Linked DNA regions of Sus scrofa: region 2 is linked to region 1. The links are chromatin contacts, called in public Hi-C maps. All regions are on one chromosome and are shown on one strand. The core of a region is the stretch at or near the end of the contact, and the rest is flanking DNA. Distances in the headings are between cores, read along the strand shown.

Region 1 (3,761 bases), core at 746-3,245:
AAGGAGCCTCTTGAATGTGATACATACGGCAAAGCCTTTCATCCCATCTCAGCCCTGAGCAGCAGAAAGCTGACACTGTACATAAACGTTATGAATATTCTGTGTGAGGAGAACTTTTCTTGTATAGCACTCACTGCTTTGGGCAGAAAGTGAATTCCGTCAGTATGTTCCGATCATGTAATGAATTTCAGAAACACTGCAGAAGCTCAATCTTAACTCCAGAGGATCCATGGAAGACAAAAAAAAAAAAAAAGTGGGGAAATGCTAAAGAAATAGCAAAATGTACAACTTCTTACAAAGATTGTCAACATTGGGTACTTCTATATATTTTGTACGACTGTACCGTCGGTGTCTGTGTTTTGTACCTCTAGCCCCTGTTATTCTGTATATTCCCTGTAAACAGATAATGTATTTTATTTTAATCTATTTGACAGAAGACATCACTCCAAGAGAGCAAAGATCTGGAGTGAGTCATGAAGTTGATGTGGTTATGGACGAAACGCCAGTTCACAGAACTGAGAAGGGAGAAGAGGAGAAGAAATCTTCATAGTTTGGTGCTTATCATGTCCAGAGAGGAGATGAGTAGATTCGTTAGGAGAGACAGGTTAATCGGGCACTAAAATGGAACAGTTCCTATAAACATTAGCGGCTTCCTGAGAGCTTTCTCCGCAAAGCCAGGAAGTTGACCTCCTAGCTGCCGGATCACCACGTCAGGCAATGAGAATGGGTTCTCTGAGCTCGTTGCGGGGGGAGTAAGGTCTGCTCCATGACCTGGGAGAAGGGAGTGTCCTGGGAAGGCCAGTGGGACCACTTAACCTTGACCGGATGCTCTAAACCGTAGTCCCGCTTCCCCCACTAACTCGTAAATCTTTGTGCTTCGAAAAATGGGGGTAGGAGAGCACCACGATGGGCTCTTTCCTGGAAAATAGGCACAGATGCATCCCATTCGTGGCATTGCAGGAAGGCTTAAGAAGCATTTTGAGATTCTCCTCTTGACCGGCTCCTGTGTACCTCCCCTGCCCCCGCTTCCTTCCCCAGGCTTGTGATTAGGAGGAGAGAGGGCTTGTGAAGAGACTTGGCTGTGAAAGAACTTTTTTCCTAATTTCTGTCCTCGAGTTAATCACCTTTTCTTGCAGGGTCTGGTCACCCTGATGTACTCATCTAAAGTGAGCCAGCCGGGTTCATCCTGCCATCTTCCCGGAAGAGTCCTTGTGCGAACTGGAGTCACAGTATTAAGACGTAGTCAAACAGCGACAGCAATACTGGCCAGAGGAGGCATCTTTTTGCGTGTTCTGCTCTGTGCAACTTCTCAGAAATATTTACACGGGGGCTGTGGTTCCCCAGCTGGGAAACCAGAGGAAGGTCTGCAGATCGCAAAGCGAAATAGAGAATCAGAGAAAAGGCAATTAAGTGGTATAAATAGATGTTTTCGTAGAAGTTAGAGTAGATTTTTATTTCAGCTACTACTGGAGAATATAATAAAATTATTTGAAAAGGTTCCCTAACATTTAGGTTTCGTTTTTAGAGTGGACATACTACTGTACATTTAAAAGTAGTTACTTATTTTGCTATTCAAATTAATTTTTTATTATATCTCAAAGTGAAATTATCCGTTTCACTTTTCCAAGCTTTGTAGAACAAACTTGAAGTTACAGGGAGGTAAGCCATCTCCAATTCTGCAGGTCAAACAAACGTTTGGGAAATATTTTAAACATCTCATAATGCGGAGTGTCTTAACATGAGTTTCACGTTGTCTGGTTCTGTTTAATAGTAGATGCCATAAACCTCATGTCTCTCTCTTAAAAACAGTGGAAGGTAACAAGTGGAATTCGGTTGACTTCTAAACAGTGATCTGCTGTCATTTTAACAGGTTTCTTTTCCTTTTCATCTTTGAGATTCTCACCTCCTTTTACAAAAGAATCATGAGTCACTTCAGATTACACCATAATGAGGAATGTTCATCGGTCTTAAAATCGCATTTGCTCCCTTCAGCAAGGGCTCACTAGGCGGTCAGGCTGAGTGTTTTGAGATACGGAAAATAAGGTCTGTGAGTGATGGGAAGATGGTATGGAAACTGGGGATTTCGTTCTAGTTTCTCATTTGGGTTTCAAGTGTCTTTAGTCCAGGGTAAGGGACTGGGCAGCTGCCATGGCCCCAAGTCGCTATCAGTTAGTCTCCAGACAAGGTCAGGGAGGAGAGTGGGGAGGAGGGGTTTCAGGGCCGGCCTCCCAGCTGAGGAAGAGTATGAGGCCTGGGCGGGGGAAGAGTGTTGTCGGGAGCCACGGCCACGGCCTGCCCGCCCCCCACCCCCACCCCAGCCCTTTGCACCATTTACCAGTTGCAGGAAGGTTTCCGTCTGCCCAGGCAAGGACAAAGCATATTTGACTTGGAGGTGCTTCTGCTGGTTGCAGGGGTTCTTACTGTGAAAAGCCACGTGAGGGGGGCTGGGTGGGAGGAGGCGGGTGGTGATTGTGCAGGAAGATCTTGTACTAAAAATACATGAGCTTAGGGGCACAGGGTGGGATGTGCAAGCAAAATCTGCGGTTATTTTAAAATGAACATATGTATTTTTATTAACTTTGAGTTAAATATAGATTATTACAACCAGGTCAACATGATAAGCCTAAATCTATATAGAGAGCTAACTCAGGCATTGTCTTGTTCATCTGTACACAGAATGAAACAGACCTTTTCCTGTTTTGTCAGGTCCTAGTTTCTTTTAGTTTAAAATAAATTAGACCAAAAGGAGAAACTTGTTTGTCTTTGTATACCTGCAGAAGTAAGTTATTGCTGTTAAAACCTGGCCTTTTCGTTTCTCTGGGTCTTTGAAGAATCCAGCTGCTTGTCTCTGTTCAGTAAGTGGTTTGTAAATTGCATCTGTTCATTTAAAAATCCTCATTAACATTTCTAGAAAGGCTTCTTTTAATAAATAATGGAGTCTTCGAGAAAAAGAGATATTCTTATTTTTTAAAGCTAGGAACCTCCTCCATTGAAAATAATAACTTGAACATTGATCGAAGGCTAAAGTTTCAATCACAAGCAATGGCAGCAAAGTAAAATTTATATGCATATATAGTCCATTTTAGGAGGCCGGTGGTGTCGGACAAAAAAAAAAAAATGTTAGGGTAGTGAGGTCGGGGAAGGAAATTGGGGGGATTTGTAATAAATATTCTCTATGTTGTTTCTCTACTGGGTCATGGTAAAACAATAAATTATCATCTCTAGGTGGCAGTAGTTGTGATGTTTGTTTTTTGTTGTCCTTTGTTGTGTAAAATTCATATTTTGGGTAAAAGTACAATTTCAAAGTCAAAACCTAGAACTAGGAGTTCCCACTGTGACTCAGCGGTAAGAACCCGACTAGTATCCATGAGGATTCGGGTTCGATCGCTGGCCTCGCTCAGTGGGTTAAGGATCGAGCATTGCCATAAACTGGTGTAGGTCACAGGTGGGGTTCGAATCCCGAGTGGCTGCGGCTGTGGCGTAGGCTGGTAGCTGCGACTCCAATTTGACCCCTAGCCTGGGAATTTGCATATGCCACGGATGCGGCCTTAACAAGCCAAAAAAAAAAAAAAAAAAAGAAAGAAAACAGGAGTTCCCCTCGTGGCGCAGTGGTTAACGAATCCAACTAGGAACCATGAGGTTGCGGGTTCGGTCCCTGCCCTTGCTCAGTGGGTTAACGATCCGGCGTTGCCGTGAGCTGTGGTGTAGGTTGCAGACAAGGCTCGGGTCCTGAGTGGCTGTAGCTCTGGCGTAGGCCGGTG
Region 2 (3,761 bases), core at 908-3,407, 41 kb after region 1:
CCCTTTCTCTTTATTCATCTGCTCATGTAACATTTATTGAATGCCAATTACACTGCAAGGCACTACTGGAAGAAGTAAAAAAAATCAGCAATGCAAAAGCCATTTGCTCCACCACTAAAGATGCTTGCATTCACATAAGGCATAAGAAGGGGAGGGGCCCCAAGAGTCACTCAGAGCTCAGAGAACTCAGAAAAGCAATGAATCAGGCAAGAGCCAGGCCACCGACAATCACAGTGACACCTTCTTGCCTCCATCACTCTCTTGGCTGGGGGCCTTCAGCGCTTTCTCAGAGCCAGCCGTCTTTTCCTTCCTATCAACCAAGTTTACCATCTTCAGGGCTGTTTATAAGCAGAAACCCCCAACAAATCAGCTCTCCGTCCAACCTCTCCATAGAAAGGAAAGTCAGAGGCTCTGACTTCAGAGAAAAAAGCAGTGCTCCCTCCTCCCAGCTGGGTAAGCCGAAGCTGGAACGCAAAGGCATATTGTTGAGAACAAGTCCCCAGTGCCTGGATCAGTAAACAATGTTTCTCCCAGAAAGAAAAACCTCCACTGTGCCCCCACAGCATCAAGTCCAAGCAGGGCCCTTCCCCTGTGCCACTGCCAGCCCCACTCCTGGGAGACTTCCTGAGGACTAGAAAAGGTGACCTGGCAGTGACAAATCATGGAAAGCTTTACCTGCTGGATCTGTTCCTTCCTTCTTTGGAATTAGTCTCTGGAAGGCCAGAGTGGCAATTACTGGGACCTTGGCAGCCTCTGTTCAAGTCCCTGGGAACTGTGACTTAATTGATGCCAGTGCTGTATGACTAAGGGGAAAAAAAGAAAAAGGAATTTTAAATGTTTATGTCAGAGTTCCCTCATGGTGCAGTGGGTTAAGGATCTGGTGTTGTCACTGCTGTGGGTCTGGTTACATCTGTGGCAGGGGGTTTGATCCCGGGCCTGGGAACCTTTGTATACAGCGAGTACAGTCAAAGAAAAAAAGAAAAAGACCACGACTGGCATTTGTGTTGTGGCTTTAGAGCTGAAACAGAAGTCAGGGTTCTCTAGGTCAACCTCCCACCCAGTGCAAGAAACATCTTCCGAAGTTCCTAACGTTCTGTCAGCTAACTTGCTGGACACACATGGCTACTTCAGCGGGGAGTCTGTTCCACTGCTGCACAGGTTCGCCACTGGAGAGGTCTTGAGATGTCAAGCTAAAAATCTGTCCCCTGGATCTTCAACTCTTCAGAGGCCTCATGCCCTACGAAGCTTTAGTGATAGAATCTTCTCCTTCCATACCACTCTCCACCAAACACTTGAAATCAAGTGATGCCTGCACCCCACGAATTTCACTTCTCCGAGAAAAGCACCTTTAGTGCCAATAATTATCCCACAGATTGCAGGCTCATCATCGTGCTTTATCCACTCCTGGAGTTTACACATACCCTTCAGAACTTAAACAACGGGCTGTGTTCGATCCCACTTTGAAAAGCGAATCAAATAGGGGATCTAATACAACTGAAAAATGGGACACAGTGGTACCACTCCCCGAAAGAGACTCGACTGACTGTGCGCCTGGGAGATTATTCCGGAATCTGAGCAGTTCTAACTGCGCACTCTTCGTAGAACTCCTCGTTCTTTGATCTTCAGATCCAGCCGGAGTAAAAACAGACCCTCCCTCCGGCCGCGGGCGCGGAGAACTGTTAACATCAAATAAAAACGTCTCGGAGAACTACCAAGTTAGGGTCGCTGTCACGAGCTGTCTGAAGGCGCGGGACGCCTCTCCGGCCATACTGGAACTTTTTAAGGGCTCGAGCTGGGCGCTGTGCAACTCACAGAACCACAACAGCTGCTCCTTTCCTCCCCGATGCAGGGCGCGCTGGGGGGCGGGGTCCCTGGGGAAGCGAGTCCTGACTGGCGCCTCCCCGCACCCTGCTCCGGGCGGGCCTGGGGACCCCGCGGGCCGCAGCGGCACAGACACCACCCCTTTCCCGGCGACCTCTGCTTCCGTCCCACCGCGAGCCCCAGGGGCGGCCGGACTCACCCTGGGGGCAGGGACGGGAGATTTGGGGGGCTGGACACCGACCAGGCCCCGCTGGACCCTGTCACAGAGCCACACACCGGGGACAGAACAAAGAACGGAAGTTCCCTGCGTTTCGCTTCCGGGTCAGTCCGAGTCACCCCCCGCTACACACACACATACACACAACGCTCCGGGTCCCCCACGTCCACTTGTTCTCTCTAGGAAAATGGGAGGTCTGCGTCTCTCTGTGGTTTGCTGACTGGGCTCCGGCCCCAGCGCGGATGCCATGCTCCGCGCCTGCTGCCCCCGCCCGCAGCGCCCCCTGCTGGCCGGGCGTGGCGGGGCGCCGCGCACCTGGTCCTCACGGCGCATGCTCGAGCGCGGCAGGCGGGGGAGCAGAAGGCGCGGTGTCTGGGGTAGAGGGTCGCTGCTGCGCTTCCACGAAGTGGAGTTTTAAGCCCTAAGGTCGCCTACAGACGGACGCTTGAAGGATTCAATGGAGAAAATGTATCTTCATCTGAAGTTTCCAAACAAATCAGGTTTTGTGTTTGTTTCATGTAAAATGCCTCCTTTAAATTACCAAAATCTTTTTTTTTTTTTGCTATGTTTTGCTGGGTCCGCTGCACCCAAGCCTCGGCAATGACAATGCCAGATCCTTAAACTCCAAATTACCAAAATGTGAAGAGAACGTTCTGGCGCAGCAGAGAATGCATGTGAGGACAAAACCTGCTGGGAGCAGAAAAGATGTGGGGAAGTTATCCATCTAGATCCATCCGGATCCGAAGAAAACAGGTGAGGCCCCATCAATGTGGAGAAAGTATGAAATAGGTGAGATGCTTGAGGAAATGAAAAGCAAGCTTCTTGGTTCACTCACTTTTATGCCCTCACAAGAGGAATCCTTGAAGTGTCAGAAACATCCTTCAGATTATATACAAAAGGAAGTTTTGTGATCTGATTCCCCTTATGGCCCTGCCTCGCATTTGATCGCAGTTTTTCTGCTTCCAGTATTTATAGTGCATCCATTCAGTTTTGCAGTGCAACAGGCCTTACTCTCCAGTGACTTCAGTCTAAGGACAGGAAATATGTGCTGGGGAAAAGGTGACAAAGAGCAGGGCCCTGTCAGGAGGTGACAAGACTTTCCAGTAGCGATGCAGGCCAGTCGGGAAGATGGAGTGTTCTCTGCAGAGTCAGCAACCAGTGCAAAGGCCCTGAGGCATGAGAGAACAATTAACAGGTAACAAAACTGGAGGGTGGCCCAAGAGGTGTGGGTGTGTGACCCATTTCCAGTCCTTCTGGACCCCAGCGAGAATTTGAGCAAATGCTTGGAATGGCCAAGCCGCTCAGCAAACTCCACTCCCCCCCAGGAAGGCATTTTTCCTTTTTCTCTTCTCAATTCCTTATAATCCCACTTGTCCCTCCAGGACAAGAACAGAGATGAAGGAGGAGGCAGTGGCAGGAGAGGAGGGAAGGGTGGAAGCAGAGTGAGGCTCCTCAGAGTGGGTTTGTGTGTTTGGTAAATGTTCACCTAATGACAGTCCTCAGAAAACAGGCCATCAATGCAATCAGCTCTAATACCCTGGGGCTGAGAAGTCAGTTTGCAGTTTACCATTAGTGTTTGCCCCAGAACCCAGCTGCCTGGTTAATTCCCAGCCAGTTCTCAAAAGCTGTGCCGTTAATGATTATTCATCTGAGTCCATGGCCTCCTCGTGCCATGAGTCACCCAGGGGCTGCCCAAGACAGCACTCTACCATGGGGAAGAAAA

Evidence for each region. Hi-C and Micro-C count contacts between places; a contact is called where the count stands out from the background.
Region 2: a contact with region 1 is called in a Hi-C map of blood, with 2.0 times the contacts expected there. A contact is called at or near these places in 1 of 5 promoter capture datasets (liver), 17 of 47 Hi-C or Micro-C datasets (alveolar macrophages, blood, brain and 8 more) and 2 of 2 datasets of targeted methods (alveolar macrophages and skeletal muscle).

What each region holds. Positions count from the first base shown.
Region 1 is chr3:7,939,271-7,943,031 of Sscrofa11.1, forward strand. The region is part of intron 6 of ZKSCAN1 (zinc finger protein with KRAB and SCAN domains 1); the gene reads left to right. Among named protein-coding and RNA genes, the nearest start is that of ZKSCAN1, 21 kb to the left of the region's middle.
Region 2 is chr3:7,980,536-7,984,296 of Sscrofa11.1, forward strand. ZNF3 (zinc finger protein 3) reads right to left here and starts at 2,158. Exons shown (of 6, transcript XM_021086192.1): 1 at 2,021-2,158; 2 at 676-803. LOC110259870 (a long non-coding RNA gene) reads left to right here and starts at 2,306. Exons shown (of 4, transcript XR_002342273.1): 1 at 2,306-2,791.